Regions from separate parts of the Mus musculus genome. Here regions 1, 2, 3, 4 and 6 are each linked to region 5. A link is a contact called in public HiCAR-type, HiChIP or PLAC-seq and promoter capture Hi-C data. All regions are on one chromosome and are shown on one strand. Each heading gives the region's core, a stretch centred on a gene start, on an enhancer-like site or on the middle of the called end of the contact. The rest is flanking DNA. Distances are from core to core; before and after follow the strand shown.

The links. Promoter capture Hi-C pulls out the DNA fragments that hold promoters and counts their contacts. HiCAR-type assays count read pairs that join an accessible place to other places. HiChIP or PLAC-seq counts read pairs in DNA pulled down with a chosen protein or histone mark.
Region 1: a contact with region 5 is called in a FOXA1 HiChIP or PLAC-seq map of pancreatic cancer cells. The contact joins the promoter of Hagh here to the promoter of Rab40c in region 5. A contact is called at or near these places in 2 of 39 promoter capture datasets (erythroid cells and hematopoietic stem and progenitor cells) and 2 of 115 datasets of contacts at active chromatin or transcription factors (embryonic stem cells and pancreatic cancer cells).
Region 2: an H3K27ac HiChIP or PLAC-seq map of double positive thymocytes shows a contact between it and region 5, with 3 times the contacts expected there. The contact joins the promoter of Spsb3 here to the promoter of Rab40c in region 5. A contact is called at or near these places in 1 of 39 promoter capture datasets (embryonic stem cells), 1 of 484 Hi-C or Micro-C datasets (CD4 T cells), 4 of 115 datasets of contacts at active chromatin or transcription factors (double positive thymocytes, large pre-B cells, microglia and 1 more) and 1 of 9 other capture datasets (liver).
Region 3: a HiCAR-type map of astrocytes shows a contact between it and region 5, with 4 times the contacts expected there. The contact joins the promoter of Syngap1 here to the promoter of Rab40c in region 5. A contact is called at or near these places in 3 of 39 promoter capture datasets (the C10 cell line, hematopoietic stem and progenitor cells and hippocampal neurons), 4 of 115 datasets of contacts at active chromatin or transcription factors (astrocytes, extraembryonic endoderm stem cells, microglia and 1 more) and 2 of 9 other capture datasets (adipose tissue and liver).
Region 4: a promoter capture Hi-C map of pre-B cells shows a contact between it and region 5, with 2.1 times the contacts expected there. The contact joins the promoter of Zfp598 here to the promoter of Rab40c in region 5. A contact is called at or near these places in 1 of 39 promoter capture datasets (pre-B cells) and 1 of 9 other capture datasets (adipose tissue).
Region 6: a contact with region 5 is called in a HiCAR-type map of astrocytes, with 3 times the contacts expected there. The contact joins the promoter of Taf11 here to the promoter of Rab40c in region 5. A contact is called at or near these places in 1 of 39 promoter capture datasets (pre-B cells) and 2 of 115 datasets of contacts at active chromatin or transcription factors (astrocytes and thymic regulatory T cells).

What each region holds. Positions count from the first base shown.
Region 1 is chr17:24,848,479-24,853,091 of GRCm38.p6, forward strand. It overlaps Hagh (hydroxyacyl glutathione hydrolase), which reads left to right and starts at 2,012. Exons shown (of 9, transcript NM_024284.2): 1 at 2,012-2,190; 2 at 4,253-4,428. The coding sequence starts at 2,115. It overlaps Fahd1 (fumarylacetoacetate hydrolase domain containing 1), which reads right to left and starts at 1,824. Exons shown (of 1, transcript NM_023480.3): 1 at 418-1,824. The coding sequence starts at 1,623. The coding sequence ends at 940.
Region 2 is chr17:24,885,313-24,889,842 of GRCm38.p6, forward strand. Spsb3 (splA/ryanodine receptor domain and SOCS box containing 3) reads left to right here and starts at 1,362. Exons shown (of 7, transcript NM_001163751.1): 1 at 1,362-1,448; 2 at 2,468-2,605. The coding sequence starts at 1,368. It overlaps Nubp2 (nucleotide binding protein 2), which reads right to left and starts at 1,038. Exons shown (of 7, transcript NM_011956.3): 1 at 967-1,038; 2 at 407-525; 3 at 107-305. The coding sequence starts at 994.
Region 3 is chr17:26,940,000-26,944,190 of GRCm38.p6, forward strand. Syngap1 (synaptic Ras GTPase activating protein 1 homolog (rat)) reads left to right here and starts at 1,251. Exons shown (of 19, transcript NM_001281491.2): 1 at 1,251-1,519. The coding sequence starts at 1,453.
Region 4 is chr17:24,668,077-24,672,709 of GRCm38.p6, forward strand. Zfp598 (zinc finger protein 598) reads left to right here and starts at 1,611. Exons shown (of 12, transcript NM_183149.2): 1 at 1,611-1,897. The coding sequence starts at 1,682.
Region 5 is chr17:25,918,430-25,923,033 of GRCm38.p6, forward strand. Rab40c (Rab40C, member RAS oncogene family) reads right to left here and starts at 1,285. Exons shown (of 7, transcript NM_139154.2): 1 at 1,223-1,285; 2 at 936-1,120. The coding sequence starts at 1,077.
Region 6 is chr17:27,904,886-27,909,214 of GRCm38.p6, forward strand. Taf11 (TATA-box binding protein associated factor 11) reads right to left here and starts at 2,859. Exons shown (of 5, transcript NM_001379368.1): 1 at 2,616-2,859; 2 at 377-525. The coding sequence starts at 2,786.

The sequences.
Region 1 (4,613 bases), core at 762-3,261, 1.1 Mb before region 5:
AAAAAAAACAAACAAGAAACCCAGAATACACAGAAATATGGAATGAACTATGGTTGGCATATTGCCTTACAGTAATGATAAACTACTAACAAGATGTAACATGCCTTCTTAAAGGGACCAGCAGGCTCCTATGTACCCTCTCAGCAAAAGCCACTATCTAATTCTACAAGACTCCACTAGGCCCTGACAACTGTGCTGTGCATCCTGACAGGCATTTTATCAGGGAGGGGTGCAAGCATGAACACACACAGCATCTCCAGGCTTGTCAGTTCCCTAGGGCCTGTGTCTTTGAGGTGGAAGTATTGGTTTATGTGGTTAATAAGTTAAAGAGGCACAGTGCTCAGGAAACCAAAGGCCAAGGTCCTAAGTCCCAGAGGAAGAAGTGCTCCCCACCCTGGGAAAAGAAAGTGCTCTTTTCAGTCACACAGAAATGGTCTTTATTTGGAAAACAATTTCAAAATTATCTTCCAAACTCAGAAGCCACACCCAAAGTAAACAAGGCAGGGCTGCAGCAAGAGCTCACTTAACAAAATTCTTATCTGGCTTTGAGGTGGAGGACTTTCCCAAGTAAAAATCAACTGGAGTGCTCTGTACAAACAGCTTTCCTAAAGGCCAACAGCATTAATGAGTTACTTCCTTTGCACTTTTAAGTCTGGAGGTATAGACTTCAGAATGATTTATTGAAAAGTCTATTCAGTTCAGTTTTAGAAAAGAAAACTACAACTTCTCAAAGTTTAGTTTAACATTGCCCTCTTGGGAAGCATTCTATATCCTTTAGCTTCGTTGTTCCTGTTTCTATTTCAGTCCCAGGTCTTTTAGATCACGTTATTTTTTAAGGATTCATCTTTTTTGACATGTCTAGCATAATTTTTAGATTTTCATTATTAGTGTCATTTATTTCCCTTGCTTCTGTCTCCCTTCCCCTTTGGCACTCTACTCTCAGTATTCTGATCTTTTCACCTTGAACCTCATACTAACCACCCCATCTATGCCGGCCTCGATCTCATCGTTTTCTTTAATTGGCCCAACTCCCTTTGGAGTCCCGGTCAAGATAAGATCTCCTTCTTCCAAGGTTATTATCTTAGAAACATAGCTGATGATGTAGGGGATGGAAAAGATCATAGATGATGTTTTGCCCTCCTGCCTGAGCTCTCCGTTGACCTTGAGCCACAGTCTTAGGGCATGAGGGTCAGGAATCTTCTCCTTGGGCACGAAGGCACTGACCGGGCAGGAGGACGTAAAGCTCTTAGCCAGGGTCCACGGCAGCCCCTTCTTCTTGCACTCCTCCTGCACATCTCTGGCAGTCATGTCCAGGCACAGGGCATAGCCGGCCACGTAGTCCATGGCTGCAGCCTCCGGGATCGCTTCACCACGCTTGCCCAGAAGCACTCCCAACTCCACCTCGTGGTGGAGGTTGCGGCAGTAAGCGGGCATTAACACCGGTGAGCCCTCGGGAGCGTACGCGGTGGACGGCTTCAGGAAAAGCACAGGCTCACTCAGCACGGTGCTGCGCATCTCTTTGACGTGATCTGCATAGTTCCTCCCCACGCAGACGATATTCTTGCCCCACTCCCAGAAACGAGACAGCGGTTTGGTGGAAGCCATAGTACAGCTTTGGGTCATGTGACCACCGACTCCCCCGGACTACGGCGGCCTCCAGAGGACTGGCTTCGGACGCTGTCCAGGTCGGAGCGGCCCCGCCCTTCCTTGCGCAGCAGCGGGACGCTGAGGTCAGCGAAAGGTCTCTGCGTGCAGGCGACTGCCCCAGAGAGACGAGGAGGCTCACGCTCAGCCTCCTCCAACACCCACTTGCAGACCGAGTCTACAGGCCAAGGCTGCTAGGGCAGCTAGGGAACATTTTGGGGGGGGGGGGCAGGAGCTACTACTGATTGGCTAGGGGCGGCGCGGCGGTGCGAGACAGGCACTGGTTGGCTGTGAACTCTATGGGCGGTCACTGATGGATTGAGGGCGTGGCATTTTGGTAAAGAGCAGGAGTTGGTTGGTTGGGAGCAGTAGGAGGACGACACTGATTGGTTGCAGTCGCCAACGCCAGTGTTGATGCCCACGACGCTGGTGTTGCGGACTCCGCGACCCGGCTGTGCACCCCGTGGGTCATGGTGCTGGGTCGCGGGTCGCTGTGTCTCCGGAGCCTGTCAGCGCTGGGAGCCACCTGCGCGCGCCGTGGTCTGGGTAAGTGTGTCTAGGTACTGACGCGGCGCGGCCGGGTGCTGGAGGCCGGACGTCGGTTGGGCGAGCCCTTGCTGTTTCCAGGCGCAGGTGCTGAGCGCCGCCGGGCGGGCGAGAAGCGGGGCCGGGCGTGTTGAGGGCCTTGGAATAGGCATCTGGCGCTGGAGGGGTTCGTGGCCCGGGATCGAGGCAGAGGGCTGGCACCTGCTCCCTCCTGGCCAGAGTCCGACTCCAGTTTTGGGGTTGCGACTTTAGTTTTTAAGTCGGCTTTTCCTCTTAACGTCTGATGTGGCGACAGTGGGTTGCCAAAGCCCCGGAGCTGGCCAGCCTGAATTCAGCTAGCCGGGAACTTTGGAACAATCGTGATTGAAAGTCTATGAACCATCTTTATTAAGAAGTCCGCTCGTTGAGAACAGAAGTATGGGTCTCCATTTAAGGGATACCCCTTAGTGTCGCTGCTGAAGGCTGTTTAAGAGCTAGGCGATTTAAGAGCTAGGTACAATAACTACTGAGCAGCCGCTCAGCTTTTGGTGCCGCAGAAGCCCTCCTGGTGAGAAGAGGCAACTCTGAAACGTTTTTTGACGTTTGAGCAATATAAAACGTGTCTGTGGATTTGACCTCAATTCAAACAGAATGTCCCTAGTTGCAAACTAAGGAGCTGGGAGCGATGAATTCCTTCCATAGGAGTGATCGCATCTTCTTCAGAGCAGTCAGGCTCTCTTCCGACTAGAGTGGGTTGAGCACTGGTAATAACATGATCTTTATCCATGCAGGTTTGTTGTGTTTTACCAGGAAGTACATAAAAGGGCTCGTATTCACCTGTTTCTCACCCTCCGCTGTCCATCGGCGTGGATAGTGCTAGGGCTTAGGGGAATTCAAATATTACAGAAACCTGATCTTATAGAAATGCTTATTTTGCTGAACATGAGAAGGGGTCTGGAAAGTGCCCAGCTGTTGTGCCAAAAAAGGAGAAATGGGGAGCAGGGTTGTGACAGAGCACTTCCCTAGAATGCTTAAAGCCCCAGCACCACAAATTCAGACAAAAGTACAGTGGAGTCCCTTGGTCATTTGCTGCCTCCTTGGCCCACTCCAAGACAATCCTTCGGTGATAAGTTCTCTGCCCCTCATGCTTGAGTCCCAAGCAGCAGTTTCTTCTTTTCAGGAGCTTGCACTGTGTGTTTTCCATTATGCTGGCCATAGCTGAGAAAATACTGTTCTCTCCTTGGGCTGGAGGCCTGAGAAGGGCTGAAAGCTTAGAGGATTTAAGTCCATTAGTGCAGACGCCATGACTGGAGAGTGAGCGGCCATGCTCTGGTGCCTTGTCCTGCCATCTTTAGGCCTGAGTCACACCACAGGCAGGTAACACAGCCTGTATGAACTCTTAAGAAGAAATACCAAGCTCTCAAGTCTAGGGTGAGGTGTAGATCTTTCGAGTTGCGAGTAGGAGCCCCTGGGGTTCTGTCCCTTCCCCTGCCAAAAAAAAAAAAAAAAAAAAAAAAAAAGAAAAAAAGAAAAAGAAAAAGAAAAGAAAGAAAGAGATGGAGACAGAAGGAGTCCTGACTTGAAAGCCAGCCTGGACTACACAGTGATTTTGGTCTAGAAAGGGATACAGAGCAAGATCTATTAAAAAAAAATCAACCAATCAGGCTGGAGAGATGGCTCAGCGGCTGAGAGCACTGACTGCTCTTCCAGAGGTCCTGAGTTCGATTCCCAGCAACCACAAGGTGGCTCACAACCATCAGTAATGGGATAAAGGGCACTCTTCTGGTGTGTCTGAAGACAGCTACAGTGTACTTATATACATAAAAATAAATAAACAAACCTAAAAAAATCAATCAATCAAGCCCCAAACCTAAAAAGTACCCCCCCAAAAAACCCCAAAATAACAATTCTGTACCTGGGAGAGGCTGACTTACGTGGTCTCTGCTTTCCTGAAGGATGTAGTGAAAGGATATTCCCTCGCCGGAACTTCAGAAAGCCAGCTGTTGAGCCATCGGGTATGAGGGGTCTGGCCGTTCTGAAATCTTGGTGAGGTGTCTGAGGTTCCTTCTGTGTGTTTCTTCAGGTCAGGCCCTGCTGGGACTATCTCTGTGTCACTCAGACTTCAGGAAGAATCTGACTGTGCAGCAAGACATAATGAAGGTTGAACTACTGCCTGCCCTGACTGACAACTACATGTACCTGATCATTGATGAGGACACCCAGGAGGCCGCCATCGTGGACCCAGTGCAACCACAGAAGGTATGTGCGGCTCTTCCTGCCCCCTGCACCCTGTCACCTAGTTCAGTGTTCATCCACTGGGTTACGACCACAGTCTTTATGGCTTTGTGGAAGCTAGGTGGAAATTAGTTTATCCAAACAAAGTTGTCAGCTGGCAGTGGTGGTGTGTGCCTTTAATCCCAGCACTCAGGAGGCAGAGACAGCTG
Region 2 (4,530 bases), core at 112-2,611, 1.0 Mb before region 5:
CTTTATCCAATGGCAGTAGGCACGAGATGGGGGAAAGCGGCCTCAGTAAAGAGGCACTGAGGAGTTGGAGGAAGGGAGGAAGCACTGCTTCTCACTAAGTTCTTACCATGTTTCTTGGGACCTCTCCACACCACGGCCTCATCAGGGTTTTCCAGCAGGAACCCCACAGACATAAGGGAGATGCTCTGCTCCTGATCCACAAAGACAGGCACCCAGCCATTGTCACACTGGTGCACGGCCTTGCCTTGTGCACGGAGCATGTGTGGTATGCTGGGACCGCACAGGTCCACATCTAGGATTCCCACCTGCAAGGAGGAGGATGCTGAGGGGTGGAAAGAAGTCTGCCAAGCCTGTTGGGAGCTAGGGACAACAATGAAACAGGTGTCAACCCTGGTCCAGGCCTCACCTTCTTGCCCTGGTGGCGCAGAGCCAGGGCCAACTCCGTGGAGATGGTGCTTTTCCCAACGCCACCCTTTCCAGAAAGAACAAGGATGATGTGTCGCACCCCGGCCAGGTTCCCGGGTTCTGGTGAGAAACAGGAGTTGGGGTGTCTGAGAGAGCGACAAAGACAAAGGCACGCGGGTAGGTCTTCTAGAAGCCCCAGACCTGTCTCAGCCTCACTTCTGTCTGAAGTGGAGCAACTGAAGGCACGTGCACACGTGAACGCTCACTTCAAACTGCCAGCTAATTTTAACAGACACAGAGGAAACTAACAGAGTAGATGATCACAGCTAAGCGACACCCGCGCACAAACGCAGACTCCACACTAGAGACTTCCAGTTCTAGGGAAGCAGGGCCCCCAATTCTCGGAAAGGCGTGAGGCTGAGGTCTTAGAGCAGATATAACCGCCGATGTGTGCATCGCGACACTCGGCTAGCTCAGTAAACAAGGGGACATGGGATGCTTTGGCGTGGGCCTGCACGCGGTTCGCCTTCAGACTTTCCCAACCCCTCGCGTTTGACCGACCTGCACGCTCACCGGCAGCAGCCTCCATTCCGCTACTAGTTGCTTTTCGCGGCTCTCTTCCGCTTCCTCTCCAAACTTTCGCAGCCTTTGAACCAATGGTGACAAGAGCCCGCCCCTTACTCATTTTGAGAGGTTAGTCATTCACCGTCCAGCCAATCAGATCACCCAAGGAGGTCCCGATCCTGGCAACTGATGATGACGCCACGGGCACGGACACACTTCCTTATATTTGTCCAATGGTCATGCGAAAGTTTTTTTTTTTTTTGACCGCTCTAGCGAGGGCCAATAGAAACTTTGGTTCAGGATTGACAGTTTGTGCAAGCCTCTTGACAGCAGTCCTGTCTCGCGAGACCCGCCCCCGCGCGAAGCTGCCATAGAGCCCGCCTTCGGCTGCCGGGCCAATGCAGGGCGGGGGCGGGGATTGTTTGCGTCGCGGCCGGAACGGAAAGTGGGTCAGCGCCGGGGGAGCTTTTTGGCCGCAGGTGAGCCGCGCCGGCCCAGCCCGGTCAGGCCCGGCGGCCGGCGGGTTGACCTTGCAGGCGGTCAAGCCGGCCACCCGTTGTTCCCTGGCGGTGGCGCTCGGGAGTCTGGGCGGGGGCCTCGGAGTCAGGCGTCAGGGACGGCATCGCTGTGGCGAGATCCGCGAGCCTTTGGCGAGGGAAGCAACCTTCAGCCCCGCGGAGGCCGAGCGTGGCTACGTCCAGGGACATCTCTGGTTCATTCATTGGGTTCCTACTGTGTGTTCTTATACGGCGCTCAGCCAACCCAACTGCTGTGGAGTGCTGTGCGCGGCCCCGCCCGGCTTCTTTGTGGATGGCCGGGGCGAGGTAGGGTAGTACAGTGGGTCTACAGGGGGACAGGAGGCAGCTAGGACAGAGTCGACTATTAGACAAAGACAGTCCACTCGGGAGAGGAGATCCGGACCTCTCAAAGCCTTTCATTTTGTCCCAAGAACGATGTCAAGCCAGTGAGTTTAAGGTTGTATCAAAGACTGAGTTTGTAGTGTGCAGAGCCGGATGGGTGAGAGGGAGTTGTGTGGTGCAGGAAGCGGTGGGGGTCTCCAATGGCAAGGAGGGGTGTCAGGAGTGGATGACAGCGGTGTTTCTGGCATGAGGAACTGGATGCTGTGGATGCCATTTGCCAAAGTGGACCGCGGAGGAGGAGCAAGTTAAGTGTCAAATGCCTGAGGGGCAACAGCTCCTGAACAGAATGCAGAGATGGGCTGGGACACATCCAAAGTCATGGGTGTCTGGGTTGTGTTTCACACCATCGCCCTGGGCTTGATTGAGGTGCTCAGATACTCGAGCCAGGTACGAGCTTGTGGGAGTTTCTGGAGCTCAGAGCTCAGTGTTGAGGGCTTGGAGTCCCCAGCCTTTGGTGGATCCATGGCTTAGGCTGCCAGGTAGAAGTGGCAGGGGGCAGAGTTGTGGGGTGTAGATTTGGGCCTTGTTTGGACATTGATACATTACATGTCTTTAAAGTTACAGTTATTTTTTTCCAGGTTCTCTCCACTATGGCCCGGCGTACACGGAGTAGCAGGGCATGGCATTTCGTCCTGAGCGCAGCCCGCCGAGATACAGATGCCCGGGCTGTGGCTCTGGCAGGCAGCTCTAACTGGGGCTATGACTCTGATGGGCAGGTAGGTCGAAGTGGCAAGGTGGGGATAACCAGTGTCTATGTTGGGTGAAAAAGACACTGAGCCAGGCAGCTGAGCTGTGTCCTGGTATGTGGTGCTTTTTGGTCTGGTAAAGCCTGAGGTATGTCAGGCCTCAAGACAAGAGACAGGGATCGAAAGTTCTGGATAGTGCTGGTTACTGTACAATGCTTGTTCACCAGGCCTGCCAATTTTATTATTGTGTGCCACAGTGAATGGGTCAGGAGCCTTGTATGTGTGTTCTATCTTACACCTTTATTTGGTATCTGGGGAGCAAGCTTAGGTTGTCCGTGACGTGCAGTAGCACACATACATATGCTGAGCCATTTGGATCACCCTGGATGTTTTTGTCACACAAATGCTGTATTTCATGTGTGTTGTATATGATAGGATCTGTGATCTTTTTTGGGTTTTTGAGACAGGGTTTCTCTGTATATACCTGGCTGGCTTTGAACTCAAGAGAACTGCCCAAGTGCTGGGATCAAAGGCATGTGTCACTATCCCTGCTGGTTTTATTTTCAGAAATGGTCTCACACTGTAACACAGGCAGGCCTTGGACGTGAGACAGTTTATTGTGTGTGGGCACACGTGTAGAGGTCAGGAGTCGCTGGAGTCAGTTCTCTACCATGTGATACCCTTAGGGTCATCAGTGCATGATTTTTCTTTATAATATTTATAGTTCTTGAAGTTCAAATGTCCTAAGACTTCCTTTGTTGGAGTCTCTGAGCACAAGGTAGATACCCAGCCCAGTGTGCCTGACTTGGCTCCTGGGAGTAGGTGGCTACTGACTTGCTGGTACCAGACTGGTGTTCTGGCTCTGCCCTGTACTGCCTCTACTCTGATGTTACAGCTCTCTGAAGCCGGGTTAGGGTTACAGTTAGGCTCCCTTCTAGAAGCCCATTGGATCACCAGATTATAAGGAAAACTTGATTTACTTACTAGGTCAGCAGTGCCCCAGGCCCTTCTTGGGGGCTTTTGAGCTTGAGTCAGCCCAAATTTTCAGCTACACCTCCAGTTCCTAATGATGCACCTGAAACAGCCTCAGTCATCACAGTGACACACGCATGCCTGTTGTCTGTCATGTGGCAGGTAGCTGTGGGTGTTCCTGGGCCTGGGTTGGGTTGAGCATCCTCCTCCCTTCCTCCTGTCCTAGGCAGATTGGCTTCTTACTCAGTGGATCTGCCTTGCCTCTAGAAGATCCCATCTTTGCCAGTGGGGTACAAGGTCTGCTCTGAGGTATGAGCCTTCCCTCCAGGCAAAGGAGCTGGTCTGTTTGGCTTCGGAGTGGCCTTAGTTAACGTTGACTAACCAAACTGGGGCTGGCTCCTTGTGGGTTATACGCCCCTATTTCAGCACACAGTACCCAGAATTGGATGTTGGTTTTCAGTCCCGACTCGGCTGCCTATTGCTGGACATTTCTTCACTTCTCATGATATTATACATCCACCATGATGGTTCTCCATCTCTAGACTTTTTGAGGCCCTTCCTGAGGAGCCAGTGAACTTGAAAAAGCACCAGAGACCAGAATGGTGGACACCCTGAGTATTGTGAAGAGAAAGAATACAGAGTGAACGTGGTCCAAGCTCCTCTTGGTGGTTGAATGCTTCCTTGTAGAGAAGTGCAGGATGGCTATATGGCTGTAAATAGATCTAACTTCAGGGTGGGTGTTAGAACTGTGATGTGGTCGCCATTAGAGGGGCTCCTGGACCACTGTGTGGAGCACAGCAGGGCAGCTCAGGAAGTAGAGGCCAAAACTTCAGGGACTGTCAAGTCAGCTAGCCTGAACCCTAGCACCAAAACAGGGATCCAAGGGCCTGCAGAGCAGCTGAATAGCAAGAGTTGATTGGTCAGTCAGTGGCTGGAACTTGACCAGCTCAGCTGTGTCCTCACCCCCAGCTAGGTTCTGAGGC
Region 3 (4,191 bases), core at 1-2,500, 1.0 Mb after region 5:
AGGCAGGCTCAGACCTGGCACTGCCGTGGCTGGGAGAGGAAAGACACCTTTTCAAAGCACTGGGTGACACCTGTAAATGGGCTAGTGGGTGATGGAAGATACCCAGAGCCCAAAGCTTCGGACAGAGGCTGACAAATGAGTGGAGAGGAGAAATGAGAGTTGCAAGTTAGAGTTCAGAGTGTGACCCTGTTCTTTCCCCCTTGCTGACTCTTCTCCCCAGGACTGGCCCACCTCTCGGTCTTGGGTCTCCTTACCTTCATCCATTCCCCCAAGGAACCAGGACCTGCCCTACATAACCTCCCTGGAGCCTAAACACATCCAGTGACCCAAAAATGGAGAGGGGACCAGTGAGAGGACAGAGAAGAGGGTGGAGACAGCAGGAAAAAGGGCCCTGCCGCCCAAATATTAGCCCTCCCTCCAAGGTCTGGGGTCCTTGGCATGGGTGGCTCCTGTTAGGCTTCTGCATTTTCTTGAGTTGGGGGGGGGGTTCTCAGAGATCCTTGTGTGTGTAGGTGAGGGGTTGGGGGTCCAATATTTGGGTCCTGTGGGGGTGGGGGTCCAATATTTGGGCCCTTCCTAGGGTCTGGGTTACCTGGGGAGTTGTTTCAGGAAATTGAACCTCGCAATCGGTCACTAACTCACATCTTTCAGATGTAATGTATTTTAGATCTCTATGTGGTCATCTTCATCTTTGGGTCAGCCGAATGTCTCCTCCTTCATCCCCAAGTTTGCAGTTTCTTTGAGATACGAATGTGGGGTTTCTTACCTCTAGCTAGATTCTAAAATTTAATTCTGGCCTGGGGCACTTTCTAATATTGGCTTCATCTTTTTCTTTGGGTCTAGGTCTCTGTTTTGGGTCTCCCAAACTACAAGTCCAGGGTTCGAATAAGATTAACATGGGTCTGGAGAACCTTGCTGACACTAGAGTCTCATATTCTGGTCCCTGACTCCTTTCTTTAATTTAGGGGGTGGGGTCTGAGCTCAGAGGTCTCTTTCCTTCTAGATTTGGATCTGTGAGACCCAATTTGTTGAGTATGGAGGTGGGGGGGGGGTGAGGTGGTGAGTATCTTTCTCTGGGTCTGGGGTCTGTCTGAGGGTCTTGGGTCAGCTTCTACGGGACTTCCCTGGTGTGTATGAGTCAGGGGTCCCTCGTTCTCTCCTTTTCCGGGTCTCCCTGGGTAGGGGTGGGGGCTGCAGTCTCTCCCTCCTCCTCCTGCTCTCTCTTCTCTAGCTCGCTTCCCCCGCCCCCCCTCTCTCTGCTGCCGCTGCTGCCGTTGGCTCTTATTCTCCTCCTCCTCCTCCTCTCTCCTCCTCTCTGCTCCTCTCCGCTCCTCTCTCCTCCTCTCTCCTCCTCCTCCTCCTCCTCCACCTCCTCCTTCTCCCCCTTTCTCTCCCCCTCTTTCTCTCTTCTTTTTCTCCCCCCGTCCCCCCGCCCCCTCCCCCTCAGGCCTGATGAGCAGGTCTCGAGCCTCCATCCATCGGGGGAGCATCCCCGCGATGTCCTATGCCCCCTTCAGAGGTACGGTGGTGGTAAGGGGAGGGGAGGGCCAAATGGGGGGGCAAGAGGGGGAGGGGCAGCGGGCGGGGGAGGGCCGGGGCCACCGAGGGGAAGGAGCGGCTGAAATGGAGGGAGAGGGGAGGGTCGGGAAGGCAGAGGTGGGAACAGTGGGAAAGGAGGGATTAGAGGCATAGGGGTAGGATAGAGGGGCTGGGACACGGGCCTTTTCAAGGGGGCTGAGGGGAAGATGATGGAGGGGAAAGCGCGTCAGAAAGGGATGAGAAGGGAGGACTGAGTTTGGGGAAAGGCTGCAGAAATGGTTTGGATTTGGGAGCAGAGTGAGGAAGAAATTACCAAGGAAGTAGAGGCATGGTCTTGGGAGAGGGTAGGGGGGAAATGAAAACACAGGCGGCATGAGAGACCAAGAAGGTGGGAAGGGAATTTGGTGAGGGGCTCAGGGTGGTAGGACTTAGGAAAAGAGAGGAGGATGGAGGGAGGGAAGGGGCCAGATGGAGAAAGAAGGTGGCAGTGGGGGGGTGTGGGGGGTCCAGATGGAGGGAAGAGAGGAGAGAGAAAAAGGATTGGGGGAGGGGACACCAGAGAAGGGGGAGGATCAAGTGGTTTTTTTTTTTTTGGTTTGGGGGGGGGGATGCAAGTAAGATTGAGGGGTGGGGACAAGGGCCAGATAAAAATCCTGAGGGTAACTGGCCCTCATTAGGACTCTGGAGAAGTGAGATGCAATCCCTGAGTCTCATTTGCTTTCTTAATCGCTTTGACCCCTTCCCCCACCCCACCTCTTCTTTCCAGTCCCCCTCCCTGCCTCTGCTGTCCATCACTTATATCTTTCCCCCCATATGGTGTCCGTTTCTTATATGAGTCCCCCTTCTGTTCTTCCCCTGTATTGGTCCCTATCTCATATCTCTTCTCTTTCCCTCCCTCTCTTCTAATAACTACCTTAATACACCACTGCTGCTCCTGGGCCCCGTGTCTCAGATCCCCTGACAGGTCTCTCTCACTCCCTCTGCCCCATGTTGGCTGAAACCTTCTGGTCCATTCCCTTGCCCTAGGCAAGCAACCACCATCTTTACCATCTTCCTTTTCTCTTAGGTTCACGCTGTTACTTGTCCCTCAGCTCACCCTCTGTTTCCTATCCCACTTCCCATCTTGTCACATGGTCTGTGCTTATTTCCTCTTATTCCCCAACCTGGTGATTCCTCTCTTCTTGTCCCCTCTGCTTCCTGGGGTGATAGAGATTGGGGGGGGGGGTTACCAAAACACAGGTTTTGATCGTTGGAACAGGGCTCTAAGGAATTCCCCCATCTTGGACCCTTGTGGAACTTCTCATTCCAGTAAAAATTTCCCATTTCCCTGTCCTCTGCCATGTTCCATTGCTTCCTAGGGTCATTAGTATTCTTAACTATAGAATCTCTCTGTGTGTGTGTGTGTGTGTGTGTGTGTGTGTGTGTGTGTGTTGTACCTAAGCTAAGATTCCCTGTGTCCCTTTCCTGTTCCCAGTAGAACAGTGTCCCTTGAGGTCTATCCTGCTTGCCCAGCTGCAGCCTAGAGCAGCTCCTCTGTTGTGTTTTGGTTATATGTATTAACAGATTTTTCCCCTGGATACACCATGCGTTGAGATGTACTAGGCCTCAAGTGTTTGTGATCTAAGTTATGGAAGGTTGTTGTTGCTATTGTTGTGCTGGGGCTTTGAATCCTAGTGGGGTTTTTTTTGTTGTTGTTGGTTTTTGAGTTTTTTGTTGTCATTATTGTTTTGGTTTTTTTCCCCGACCACTGAGCTATAATGACCAACCCTGTCAGTGACCTTTGATATTTAGAAAATATGAGTAGAGTTTCCAAGAAAGCATCGAGACAGTGAAATTTTGAAAGCATTGTGAGGTCTAGGCACAATTCCCAGGTGTTTATCTTTCTGTCTGACCTGCAATTTGGGTAAATTTGAGAATGGTGGCCATCATCAGTAAGGGGATGGAGTTTCCTAAAGTTACTCTAGGGCCTGGAATGAAGCTCAAAGGCCAGTTCTCCTGAAACATGCCCAAGTTAATTACCCTGCACAGGTGATAGCCCTGGACTTTTCTTCCTGTGAACATCCTCCAGTTGATCCCTTAAGCCTAGTTTTATCACTCCAATATCACCAATCTAACTCTTCTGACTCCCTGAAGGCCTTTCCTTCACTGTGTCCCCATAAATGGTATGTGGCAACGATGCTATCGAGACAGCAAAGATGGAGCACCTGAGTGTGCATAACTGTTGATCCCATTTTTTTTTTTCTGGAAATTTGTTTATTGTCAGATTTCATCTTGGGAAGTTCCTCTGACATGAGGTGTGGCTGTTCCACTCTTTCCTCCACTCTTTCTAAGTTCCTCAATGTGCCCAGTGACAGCCAGGTGCGGCTGTCAGCTTGTAGAGTTGGCTCCTCCCTATCTATGAAGATTGGGTGGGAAGAGGAGGGCTGACTCCGGAGCCTGCTGTGGACAGAGAGGCCAGACCAGTCTTTGGTCATCGGAGCAGATCCCTGATCCCTGCACAGCCAGATGCAAAGACGAGCTACCTTCCCCTTGGTAACGTCTCCAAAAGGGTGGCCAGGGTAGGAGTAGGGAATTAAGGGAAGAAGAGAGGGGAGGCCTCACGCCTCTCTGAACATATAAGACCCCCCCCCATTCCTTTCTTTCTTCTTAATT
Region 4 (4,633 bases), core at 361-2,860, 1.3 Mb before region 5:
CAAAAGCTGTCAATTAGGAAGCCACATTCACCATCCCTCAGCCTGTACTTATTTGCACAAACTGGGACAATAAAGTACTTGCCATCAGCATCTAACGAGCTTATCATTAACATTCAATTGTCATCTTAACAGAAATGTTTTCATTTTTTAAAATTTATTTTTATTTTCTATGGACGTGTTTTGCTTTCCTGCCTGTGTACCACGTGTGTGCCTGGTGCCCTCAGAGACCAGAAGATATTAAACCTCCTGGAACTGGTTGTGAGCCTTCATGTGGTGCTGGGAATTGAACCTAGGACTTCTGCAAGAAAAGCTAGTGCTCTTAATTGTTGAGCCATCTCTCCAGTCCTCCATTTTAACAGATTTTTTTTTTTTTGAGACAGTGTCTCACTTCTACGTAGCCATGGCTGGCCTGAAACTATGTTGACCAGGCTGACTTCAAAACTTACAAAGTCTATGCCTGTGAGTGCTAGGATGAAAGGTATGTGACCACACCCTGTCATTTTAACAATACTTAGCCCTGCCCAGTTGCCTAAGAAAGGTAAATCCCCCTATCTGTCCGAAGATGGCAAATGTAGCCCGGTCTGCTTTACATAGTTGGTATGGCGACCCCAGTTTTACAAATGAGGTTATAGGCTTCAGTGGGGCAACCTAGTTCAGAAGCATGTAAGTCTAGGTACCAGGATTAGGGGTTTAAGTCATTTCTGATTCTAGCTAGCCATAGGCACTCTGGGGTCACACACACAATATACTGACTCTTTCTAGAAAGGGTTCAGATTTGGACCCATCTCGCTTCATCAGAAATCCGGAGACCGCCCAACAGCTGCAGACTTGAAGCCTCCGGTTCACTACTATCCACTCAAGCACCTCTGGGTGCTTCCCTTTCCTACATACTATGTCTGGCTGGATGTGTCTGTCTTACAACCAAGAAAACACGAGGTCCCTTCTCTAGTGGGATTGGGTGAGAATGTCTGGATGTCCTGATGTCAGAGGCTTATGTTCCAAACACAAGAGAGGTGCAGGGCTATAGAAAGGTTCCTAAAAATTTGTCGGATTCAGTCATTACTAGCTGAATTACTTATGTATGTATTTTGTGCTGGGAATGGAACCTAGGCACGGTAGGCAAGTCTCTGCCACTAAGCTATGTTCCCAGGACATCCAGTGAAATTTGCATTTAAGATACAAACATACTACATACTACGTCCAAGTAATGTTTGTGTGATACTTAGCTTAAGACTGATCGAGCCGGGCATAGTGGCGCATGCCTTTAATCCCAGCACTTGGGAGGCAGAGGCAGGCGAATTTCTGAGTTCGAGGCCAGCCTGGTGTACAGAGTGAGTTCCAGGACAGCCAGGGCTACACAGAGAAACCCTGTCTCGAAAAACAAACCACAGTTCGTGTTTTATCGGAAATGATGCTGGAAACCCTGTAGCTCCTCCGGCGTTTCCAGAGCTTGCGTCGGCGAAGGCGGAGAGACTCCGCATTTAAATGACTGGAAAGGCTTGAGCAGCAGTCATGAGCGAATGGCAGCTCTGTACAACACCAGGCCCGGGCGGAAGTCGCAGTGCGCACTTCCGCCAGGCGGGCGGTTGCCTGAGGGCAGTGACGTCGACGGAAGGGGCGGGTCCGCCGGGAGCCAGGCCGCGCTGTGCCGCGCCGGCCAGGAGGGGGCCGGAGCCCGGCCATGGCGGCGGCGGCGGGCGCCGAGGGGCGGCGCGCGGCTCTGGAGGCGGTGGCAGCGCCGGAGCGGGGCGGCGGGAGCTGCGTGCTGTGCTGCGGTGACCTGGAGGCTACGGCGCTGGGCCGCTGCGATCACCCGGTGTGCTACCGGTGCTCTACCAAGATGCGGGTGCTGTGCGAGCAGCGCTACTGCGCCGTGTGCCGCGAGGAGCTGCGCCAGGTGCGCCAGCGGGGCGCGCGACGGGGCGCGGGGAGGGCGGACTCCTGATGGCTTTGCCTGCTCGGTGTCCGGCCGCGGCCTGGCCTCACCCGCTCCCTCCGGAGGCCGGGTGGTCGGTCGGGGCGCCATGCGATCACCGGGCCTCCTGGGGCTGGGAGAAGCCAGAGGCGGCCGGGCTGGGGAAGGAGGAGCGATGTCTGTGGGAACTCTAAGCCTGGGGACTTTTCCCTATGACCTGGCTGCGGGAAGGGCAAGGTCAGGTCGAGAGCCCTCCTGTCTGTGAATCTTAATTTTTTCGGGATCGTCACTGAGGAGGAGCAGACAGCCAGGGGGAACCTCCAGACACTGTCTATTCTGGAAGCTGACTGCTCTGGAAAAAAAGGGTTAAACTGGACATTTCCAGACTAGTTGGGCTTCTGGGCCCCACCGGTGATCCTTAGCTCCTGAGACAGCGTTTCCATTTGTAGAGTGGAGGTGATACCAGGACCTGATTCCTAGGTGCTTGGTGGTCCACAATTTTAGGAAGTTTTCCTCCTCGTTACTAGTTCTAGCTTTGAGGCTTCCTTCCAGAGTGGTGGGAAGAGGATGTTTCTGGCTGTCTAGACTTGGAAATCCCGAAGGGGGTCAGAGGACTCCAGCAATGCCAGCCTTTGATGGGGAGTATCCAGCTGAACCTCCCTTGGTTTGCTGCCCGTAGAGATCTGTTTGCTTCCAGAATTGTGAAATTACCTTGGTTGGTTCGTGGAAGGTTTTGGCTAGTGGCTTCTGCCAGGGAATCACCCTTTCCTGTTCTTAGAAGTGATGCAGAGATAGAAATGATGCCAAAATTTTGAGTTTTTTTTTTTTTTTTTCTTTTCTTTCTGACCTTTTTCTTTCTCGTTGAGATAGGGTCTCACTATGTAGTCCTGGCTGGCCTGGAACTTGTTATGTAGAACCAGTATCTGCCTCCTGATTTCTGAGATTAAAGGCAGTGCACCACCATATCCCGTATTTGAGACAGGGCCTGTAGCTCTGGCAGTCCTGGAACTCATTCTCTAGACCAGACTGGCCTTGAAGTCACACAGATCCACCTGCCTCTACCTCCTGAGGGCTAGGTCATTCTCCACCATACCCAGCACACCCAGCTTTTCTTTCTTGATATTTATGTCAAAAGACTCAGCTGGAATCTGGAACATTCCCTAAGCATCTATGTCATACTGGGGAAGAGGGACTAGAAGACCCCAGACATAGTGTGGTGGAAGGAGCCTTACCCTACTGGATGAGATCTGGGGTTTAGAAACATCTCTGGAAGCTTTTGGCTGGTGTCCTACTCAGGGTCTTGCTGGGGCTTTGCTGGCCAGTCGTGCACACGCTGATGGGAAGGTCTGACACGGGTTTTGAGCACACATACCTGTAGCTTCCTTCTAGGAAGGGAGACATTTTGTAGGTCCTTATGTACGTCGTCCTGGCCTGGGCTCTGGGTCTCACTCAGGAAGTGAGTGAACATACATACATATGTCAGCTGTAGCCAGTGTCTGCCCTCCCTCAGTCTTCCTGAGCCTCACACCTCTAAGAGCTCTGTGGCAGGGGCTTTTGACATGAGCTGTTAGCTTGCCCTGGCTGGGATGTGGTTTGACACTCTGTGCCCCTGGCTAAGCCTGGGCGTCCTCTTAGACTTGTACCACCATGCTGGGCAGCAGGAGCTCTTTGGGAAGTGGGGTGAGATGGTAGCTGTCCAGCTCAGCCTCACCGTTTATCCTGATTCCCTCCACTTGTAACCTAGCGCCTTCACCCTTGTCCCTTACTGAGTCTTGTATTACCCTTTGAATATGTCCTGAATTCCAGAATTCCACAATGACTTAGTCCCTTCATGTGACTAAAAATTAGGAGGGATGTTTGTTAAGATGTTATATAAAGCTGGATGGGGGTGGCACACACCTTTAATCCCAGCATTCTGTAGCACAAGCAGGCAGATCTCTGAGTTCATGGCCAAGCCTGGTCTACAGAATGAGTTTGGACAGAAACTGCCTTAAACAAAACAAATGTGTTGAAGGGCCAGTTTCCTTTGCTGTGACACCTTGTATAGGCTTCGGGTAGGGGGCGGTCTGGGTGTAGTACAGAGACGGTATACAAGTTTGAAACTGCTGGTCTGGTGAAGAGCCAGGGCAATTGGACTCTTCAGTGTGCAGCTTAGGTGGGCTGCCATGTGGTGTGAGGCTCCTGTGCTGAGTAGTGGAGAGGTCTGTGCTCAGTCTTTCTTTAGGTACTTCTTGTGTTCCTCTGGACACATCTCTCTAGAGCCATTTTCTCATCCTGTTGCTCTCCAACTTGCCCGTCTCTGGACGGGCCACACCCCCACCCACAAGCAGGAAGTGGGAGGGGAATGCGGAGGGCCTTCCCAGGGTTATTCCAAGGCCCAGGTCGGCAGGCTGGACCTGATGATGCAATGGCATTTTCTGTTGTGAATGCTTGTCTGTCATCTGGTCCCTCCCACTCTTCTTCCTTTTCTGAGACAGTCTCACTATGTACACAGACTGGCCTGGAACTCGCAGGGATCTACCTGTTTCTGCCTCCTAAGGGCTGGGATTCCTGGCCTTTCCAAAGGCTCTCTGCTCCTGTCCCTTTTGGGCTCCCACCATACCTGTTTCTAACATCTGTGAGCACCTAACATTAGTGTTGTGCATAAACATACACACAGAAATATATATGCATAAAATAATAATTTCTTTCTTAATTTAAAGATTGCTTGCTTGCTTG
Region 5 (4,604 bases), core at 35-2,534:
CTCCCCCATTGGAAAGGTAACCCCCCAAAGCCTTTCTGAGCAGGGCTGTCACCCTGGGACGCCCAGTTAAATACCAGTCAAGGCTGCCTGGCTGTGCAGAGGTCTTTTCACATACCCTGCAAAGTAAAACCATGACTCTTCCTTTCCTGCGCTGAAGATGCCTGCTGTGAACTGAAGCTGAGAGGTGCTTGGGGAGGACTTACAGAGAAGATCCAGCGCTACTGTTCAAAAGGAAGGGTCCTCCACTGATGTCCTGGCAGTCATCACCCTTGACAAGTCCTAACTGCTAAGAGTGGTAGATGTCTTACCTACACACTCAGCTGTTATTTACCAGACCGCCAGTACTCAGAGCAGTAAGACAGGGCTAACAAGACCCCAGAGAATGAAGTAAAAAAGCAGAGTAAAAGGGACTCGGGAAGCGACCAGGAAGGTAGAATTAGTCCAGTGATATAAGATGACAGGCCCACTGCACATTAATTCCTCCGGAGTCAGCAGCCCCTGTGATCCAATCCCACCCACTGTTAGCTACGATTTTACCTTAAATATCTAAATTAAGAGGCAAGCTCAGGCAAGTGCCAGTGATGCAATCTACCTTGTGTATTTTTTGCCATGCACCCGGAAGTTAACAAAAATCACATCGCAGCAGACCTATTTTCTCCCTGCACAGGGTGCGGTGTCTCTGAGCAAACCCCTCCGGCGGCAGTGCGGTGAGCACCGGGCCCGTCGTGCGGTATCTGCCGCGCGGCCCATTCCAGGCCCTAATGGACTCCAAAGACCTGCTGCTGTGACTTCTTAGTAGCCACCAGGACCCGCGCCCGCTTGCCGACGGCTCCTCAAGGCAGGGCCAGAGGATACCGCAGCGACACGCGCAGAGGCCGCCCGCTCCCGCGACAGGCCGCTCCCACCTCGCGCGCCCACAGCCAACCCCGGCCTACCGTTGCTGTAGGCGTACGGGGATTCAGCTGCGCCGTCCTGAAGGCTCTCCAGGATCTCGCCTTTGCCCACGTCGCTGTCGCCCACCAGCAGGAACTTGAGCAGGTAATCGTAGCTCTTCACTGGACTGCCCTGGGTGCCCATCCTCCCGCCCGCCGCACCGCGGCCCACGGCACCGCCGCCAGACCTGCGGGCGAAGGCTGGTGAGCGGCCGTGCGGTCAGGACGCTGATGCTCCCGCCCGCTGGCCACCGCCCCCAGTGCACCCGCCCCGCTGCCGCCAGCTTCACCTCAGCCTCCTAGCCGCCGCCGCCGCCGCTGCCGCCGCCGCCACCCGCCGCTTCCCGCACGGCACCGCGCAGCCCCGCAGCCCCGCCCCCGGATGCGCCGCCGCCATTGGCCACCCTCCGCCGGCCCTCTCCGGGCCATTGGCCTGGCAGCCTGGCCGTCACGGTCGCCCCGCCCCCACGTCGCCCCACACAAGGTGCCGCCCAGCCCACGGTCGCCCCGCCCTGCCCACTCGCCACTGCTACTGGCCCGCTGCCACCCTCTTTCTCACTTCTGTTGGTCTACATGCTTGTCTATCACTGAAGTCCCGTCCCCGCTATTTCGTACACAGTGTTGCTGAGGCTGGCGTTTTTCCCCGCCTCCTCGCTGTGACCATTGGCTACTTCCCACTGATTTTCCGAAATCATTGGTTGCTCTTGCATGTCCATCCCAACCCCTACTGCTTCCTGCAGGATGCCTCAGAGCCATAGTAGCCGGGCACCGACCTGCAACATCCTGGCCTCCCGCCCCCTCGTCATCACCATTGGCTACTACTGCTAAGGCATTTGTGCCATCTAACATCGATCATAACCTCCTAGGCCCACCCCTTTCCTAATTCGGGCCAATCAAGAGTCAAACATTACACAAGTCTACCCTTCCCCCCTCGTGGACAAGCGGAAGGGTAGAGATAACTCCTGCTTCAGCTGAGTCCCGGGAGGAGGGTGTTGGAAGGGGGCAGGTTATCTATCAAGCTGCGTTGGCCGGCCGCTCTCACAGAGACCCAGAAGGGAAGTAACAAAGTTCGTCGTACACTGTGGGGCTCGCCTTCCCTGAGGGCAGGGCGGGGACAGCCACTTAGTGTTCGCCCTGGAGGGGCAAGCCTCTCTCCCTTGTGGGCTGTTCCAAGGGGTGGGACTTCCTCCTGGCTGCGGAGTGGGCGGGGCCGCTACTGAGTGTTTTGGCACAAGGATGGCGGCTGAAGTCCACCTCTGAGCTGTCTCTTGTGGGGGACATCCTTCCCAAAGCGGATCCTGAGGGCTTGGACCAGCGACTGAGCAGCGTTGGCCCGGTGAACTCCAGGATGGGCAACGCATTGCATGTGCACACTCGGTCGGCCAGCTCCAAGGCTGGAGGGCCACGGACAGCGTTCTTGGTTAAGAGTGCATTCACAAGTCACATAAATAGCAAAAAATTTAAAACGTAAAACATAAGCCGGGCGTGGTGGCGCTCGCCTTTAATTCCAGCACTCGGAAGGCAGAGGCAGGCGAATTTCTGAGTTCGAAGCCAGCCTGGTCTACAGGGTGAGTTCCAGGACAGCCAGGGCTATACAGAGAAACCCTGTCTCAAAAACCCAAAACCAAACCAAACCAAACAAAAAACAAAAAAAACCGTAAACATAGATTGGGACCAACGCTCTTGCACTGTAAGCCTAACAGTATGAGTTCGATCTCCCTCCGGTGACTGACCATCTGTAATCTCCATCTAGCTCCGGCTCCTATAATAAGAAAGAAAGGAAGTAAAGATAGGAGAATTTGTCCAGCAGTTCAAGAGCTACCTGGCCTGGTGTAAGCCCATTTTAACAGGGGGAAAGGCTGCAATGACTTCTGAAAGTTATCCTCTGACCTCCACATACCTCCACATGCTGCAGTCACACATATACTGTACCTTGGAACAGTTTTTACACAAACTTCCTGAACATTGTCAGATAATAGATAAAGTGTGTGTGTGTGTGTGTGTGTGTGTGTGTGCATGTGTGTGTGCATGTGTGCACGCAGAGGACCCGGGTTCAATTCACACATGGCAACTCACAACTGAATTCACACATGGCAGCTCACAACTGTCTGTAACTAGTTCCAGATCTGACACCCTCACACAGACAAATGTGCAGGCAAAACACCAATGCACATTTAAAAACAAGTATAAGAAACTGATAAAATGAGGGATTGGATGAAGAGTTGGTTTAGAAGTTCAGAGCACTCGTTGCTCTAGTAGAGGATCAGGGTTCAGTTCCCAGCACCAACTTGTTAGCTCACAGTCATGACTCCAGTTCCAGGCAGGGATCTGATGCCTACTTCTAACTTCTCCAGGACCAGGCACATTCTTGGCACACTTACATACATGCAGGCAAAACAATGAGACACATATATCATTAGAAAACAGATGGCAAGCAGGTGTGTTGATATGGTGAAAAGTATTACCCATAAAAAGGTATGAAGACTGGCACAAGAATGAATTTTTTAAAGGACTTTATTTATTATATGGAAGTACACTGTTGCTGTCTTCAGACACACCAGAAGAGGGCATCGTATCCCATTACAGATGGTTGTGAGCCACCAGGAGGTTGCTCAGGACCTTCGGAAGAACAGTCAGTGCTCTTAACCACTAAACCATCTCTCCAGCCCCAAGAATGAATTTGGACAGGGCATGTAAATCCCAGTACTGGGAAAGCAGAGGCAGGCCAATCTCTGAGTTTGAGACCAACCTGGTTTACAAAATGACAGTCAATCAGAGCTTGTTACACAGAGGAACCCTGTCTCAAAAACAAAATGAAACAAAAAAACCAAAACCAAAAACCCCAAAACTCTGTGATGGCAGAAGTTTATAAGCCCAGCTGCTTGGGATGTTGAGACAGGAGGCCAAGAAAGGATAACATCAGTGCCGACTCGGTGCTGCTCCTTCACATGACCACTGAACACAAGTCTGGGCAGTGTGCCACCAGTGATGAGGTGCCCGCTGAGCACAGATGTGTCCACAGCTGACAGCTCTCCTGGCTGCTGGGAAGGCAAGGACCTCCTCCTAAGCAGGTTAGGTGGGTGACACACGCCTATAGTCCTAATACTCGGGCAGGAGGATTGCCATGAGTTCAAGACCAACTTGAGCTACATGACAAATCCAGGTTTACTGAAGGTACTGGATAGATGGCTCAGCAGTTAGGAATGGTTGCTGTACTTGGGCGGGATTGGAATTTGGCTCTCAGTACCACAGCACATGACCACCTATACAACTCCATGGTCAGGGGATCCAATGCCCTCTTCTGCCCATCTGAGCACCTGTACTCACTCACAGTCATGTCAACAATAGACAAGCAGGGTGAAGCTGAGTTGCCATGTGTGGTGGCCACAGAACTTGAGGGAGCTGTGACTGGACAAGCATGTGGAAAGGCCAAGAAGTCCATTTGACTCACATACTGAAAACTGTCTCTTTAGCTGTGTGACCACTTCAGTGACACTATTCAGTTGGTTTTCCCAGATTGTACAGAATGGGAGTCATTGGACAATCCCTCAGGAGAAAACAGACTGAATTAATCAATCAGTGGATGTCAGGTTAGCACAGACTGACTAATCAATTGGTGGATGTCAAGTTTGTGTCAGGCAGTTAACAAGTCTGCTGATGCTAAAAACTAAC
Region 6 (4,329 bases), core at 1,609-4,108, 2.0 Mb after region 5:
TCCTTTACATGTATGCATGTATTTTGTGTCTGTCAGGACCATGCCTGTTTGGTGGTCAGAGGCCAGTTTCCAGGCCCTCATTCCTTCTTCTACCACGCGGTTTCCCAGGATTAAACCCTGGTCATTAGGTTCGGTGGCGAGCAGTGGTGAGCACCTTTCCTTGGCATCTTGCTGGCCTGAAACTATATCCAGGCATAGCAGCTCATGCCTATGATCTCAGTACTAAGTAGGCTGAGGCAGGAAGATCAGGAGTTGAAACCTTTGAGCTAAGGGCTTAAGTCTCATGAGCCCTTACCTCAAAAGCACACAAAAAAGCCAGTAAGCATGAATGTACAGAGTGGAGTTAGAGCCTGGACTGGGGACCTCTGTGACTCACTGCATCTTCTGAATCTCATCTTCGTCCACCTTCTGCTTCTTCTCCTTCTTGTCCTTAATGTCTAGTTTCAGCTTTTTGGCTGCAGGAGTAAGTAAGGACGAGTTTTCCCTCTCGGCTGCTGTTACATCTGAGACATCCTGACTCTTGAGCTGGAGAGATGGACAGAAACTCTTATTATGTACTCGGCACACTTCTCAGGTTTGGGAAAGGCCAGCAAACACCCTCCTCTTTCCAGCCCAGCAACTCTGTCTACGCAGTAGCTATCTAGTTCTAGGCACTGCCTATACCATCTGCATAAGAGGCAATCCATCTCTCCAAGGAAGATTATACTCCAGCTGGGAAAGAAAATAAATAATCCGCTGGGTGGTGGTGGCGCATGCCTTTAATCCCAGCACTTGGGAGGTAGAGGCAGGTGGATTTCTGAGTTCGAGGCCAGCCTGGTCTACAAAGTGAGTTTCAGGACAGCCAGGACTACACAGAGAAACCCTATCTTGAAAAACCAACCAACCAAACAAACAAACAAAAAACAAAAAAGAAAATGAATAATCCATTTCCCAGCCTAGCCATGATCATACAGAGGTCCTGCATCTGTTTACACATTACGAGGAAAATGCCAAGGATCCAAACAGCCACTCTCCCTCGGGCCCACCCTTCTGACCTCACTCCATAGATGTCAGTACAGTCCCTTCCATGTGTGTCTTGGGAGCTCCACACTGAACAGAGCTCTGTTCTTCTGATCCTTTCTCTACTGGATCACGAGATCTTTCCCAATACTAGAATACAAATTTTATTTATTTTATTTTTTTAAATAATTTGAGACAGAGTTTCTATACATAGCCCTGGCTATCCTTGAACTCTCTCTGTAGTAGTCCAGGCTGCCTTGTACTCAAGAGGTCCACCTGCCTCTGCCTCCAGAATGCTAGGCTTAAAGCTGTGCACCACCATGCCCAGTTCGGAAGCTTTTTTTTTTTTCCTTTTGTAATTTAAGACAAAGTCTCATTTTGGATTTTCAGCTTGTGGAAATTATAGACTTGTACCATTATATTGAGTTTAAACTAAAAACTGCAGAAAGCTCAGAGGTTAAGAGCATTGGCTGTTCTTGCAGAGTATCTAGGTTCCATTTACCAACACCCACATTTCAGCTCGCAGTCATTAGCAACTCTAGTTTCAGGGGATCTAATGCCTTCTTCTGACTTTTACAGGGAATGTGCCAGGCACATTACACGGCAAACAAAAATACACAGGCAAAACATTCATATAAAAAATATTCTTAAAAACCCACAATTTTTCAGTTACTACGGACATTCATGTGTGTGGGTTTGTAAGTGGACAACTTTGTGCAGATAGTCCGCTTCTACCTTAACGTGGGTTCTGGGGATCAAGCACCCTGACCTGCTGAACAATTTCGCCTGCCCTAAGCTAAAAACGTCTTCAAGATGTTTACTATTTACATTTCTCCTCACATAAACACTTAACCGTTTTATTCACAAGAGTGATCCAAACTCTGTCCTAGCCAACTTACTATAAAATCGTAATACATCAAAACTCATTAATGAGATTTAATGGTTCCTTTAAAATGAAAGGTATGTCGGGAAGTGGTGGCACATGCCTTTGATACTAACACTTGGAAGTCAGAGGCAAGGGGATCTCTGAATTCGAAGCCAGTGTGGTCTATAGAACCTGAGTTCCAGGTTAGCCAGGGCTACCCTGTCTCGAAGGAGGAGGAGGAAGAAGAGGAAGAAGGGGAAGAAGAGAAGGAGAAGGAGGAGGAGAAAGAAGAAGGAGGAGGAGGAGAAGAAAGAAAGAGAGGGAGAGAGAGAAAGAGAGAAAGGAAGGAAGGAATTCATATTTAAACTCATACAGAAATATGGAGAGGGGGAGAGAAGGCATTATCTATCTGACAGCCTTTCTAACTTACTTTCCACTATTGATCTACGCGTGTTTCTAACCTTTGTGCTTCAGATTTTCAAATTTATTTGTCCTTAACCATTTTCTCCTCGTCTTTTATCTTCTTGTCTCCTCCACCTTCCTCCTCAGCCTTCCCCCAAAAGGAGCTGGAGTACAAGCAGGCCTGAATAGGGCTCTAACAGCACCTACACCTTCCCGTTCCCTCTCCTGCCCCTCAAGGTTGCAGACTCACAAACAGTCGTGGGGGAATTCTAGTTCCCTGGCTTTGGAAGAAAGCAGTCAGGAGCGCACCCGGGTAGTCCTGCAGCGTTATCCACCAACTTCCACCTACCTCGCTTTCCTCCGCCGCGGCTTCTTTCAAGTCCGCGTCTCCATCCCTGTCGGTTTCCTCCGGGATTCCCTCAGTGTCGGCTGCCACCAAAGCCCCAGGAGTAGCCCTCGTCTCCTCTGACTCCCCTGGCTCCCCGCCTTTGTCTGTGGGCGACTCCCCGAGGTTGTCCATCGCGAGAGCAGGGGGTCAGAGGCGATGGCAGCACCGCCGGGAGAAGGAGCTGTGGAGCGGAGCTGGAGCTGAGGGCTCGTCGTCGCGCCGCGATGACGTCACGCCCACGGATCCTGGGAGGGGTCACTTCCAGAAGCGCGTTGGTTGCCCAGGGGATTCATATAAACGGAATTTGTTTTAATGTGAAAGAAATGTAGAAGTCTAGATCCTCCGCTTCAGGGCAGAAGCGTTTTTGAAAGAGCGTAATTCGTTTCCCGAGAGACTTCTTTTTCCTTCTTTTTCTTCTCCTTCCTGGGAATGTAATGCCAATTAACCCTTCTTTAACTTTACTCCTTCAGCCCAAAGTCGGGGAACAGGGAGAGAACTCGGTCCCGCTGCTTGTTGTTGCCGTGGACTGAGCAGCTTCCGGCAGCGACCTAACCTCGGATTTCCCAAAGAACTAAGACCACCGGCTTGTGTCCACCAGGGAAGTTTCCCTTCTGTTTCGCAAGCATCTCTAACGCCAACAGAAAGTATCCAATGGTTTCATTTAACACTTCAAATATTGGCCACCTGCCTCGCGTCAGAACAGGCTAGTGTTGTGAGGGAAAAACAGAAAAAAAAAAAAAAGTCATCCTTTCCCAATTACATTTCCCTCCTTAGTCCACCAATATTAAAAATTGGAAATGGTTCCCCAAATCTGACTTTTAAAATGTCTCTCATGACAACTAAGAGAAAGAAGGTCTCTTCTGACTTTTTCTGAAGAGTTAGTAGGATGGAGTGCGAGGATAGTGTCTGTTAAGAGTTCTTACATTTTTTTTTCATGTGTATGGGTGTTTTGCATGTAAGTCTGAGCTCCACATGCGTTCGTGGTACCCTGGGAGGCCAGCAAAAGGTGTTACATCCGCTGGAGCTGGAGTTACAGACTGCTGTGAGGCGCCACAAGTGATGGGAATCAAACCTAGATTCTCTGGCAGAGCAACCAGTGCTCTTAACAGGGAACCACCTCTCCAGCCACCCCCGTACTCCCTCCCCCCCCCCCACCTTTTTTTTTCTGGAGAGAGGGTCTCACTATGTAGCCTTGGCTAGCCCGTAACTTGCTTTGTAGATCAGGCTGACCTTAAACTCACAGCGATGCAGCCAGCGGCTTCTGCTTCTCGACTGCTGGGACAAATGGCAGTTGCCACAATGCCAGTCTAACTGCAGAAGTAAAACTCTCAGGTCTTCCCTCCAGGAGGCACCAGAGGGAGGGATTTTTCAAGTCTGGTTCTAGATCTCCGCGCCTATCCCGTATTGAATCTATGCGTTTTGAATGGAGTTGAAAACAGAGGTACGCGTTACCCCCTTTTCTTTTGTTTCTACGGTGCCAGGAACAATGACCGCATTTCCAGTGCCATGAGGTCCCAAACCTTTGGGAAGGCGAGCAGTTCGGGAAGCTCCTGCAGGCGTGCCGCCTCCGATCTCCGCCACCTGGCGAATGGGCGGGTCCGCTAGGCGTAGACCGCGCCTGCGCCAGGCTCGGCTCCGCACACCGAGGCTCCCCTCCGCCAAGCGGGCTCACCTG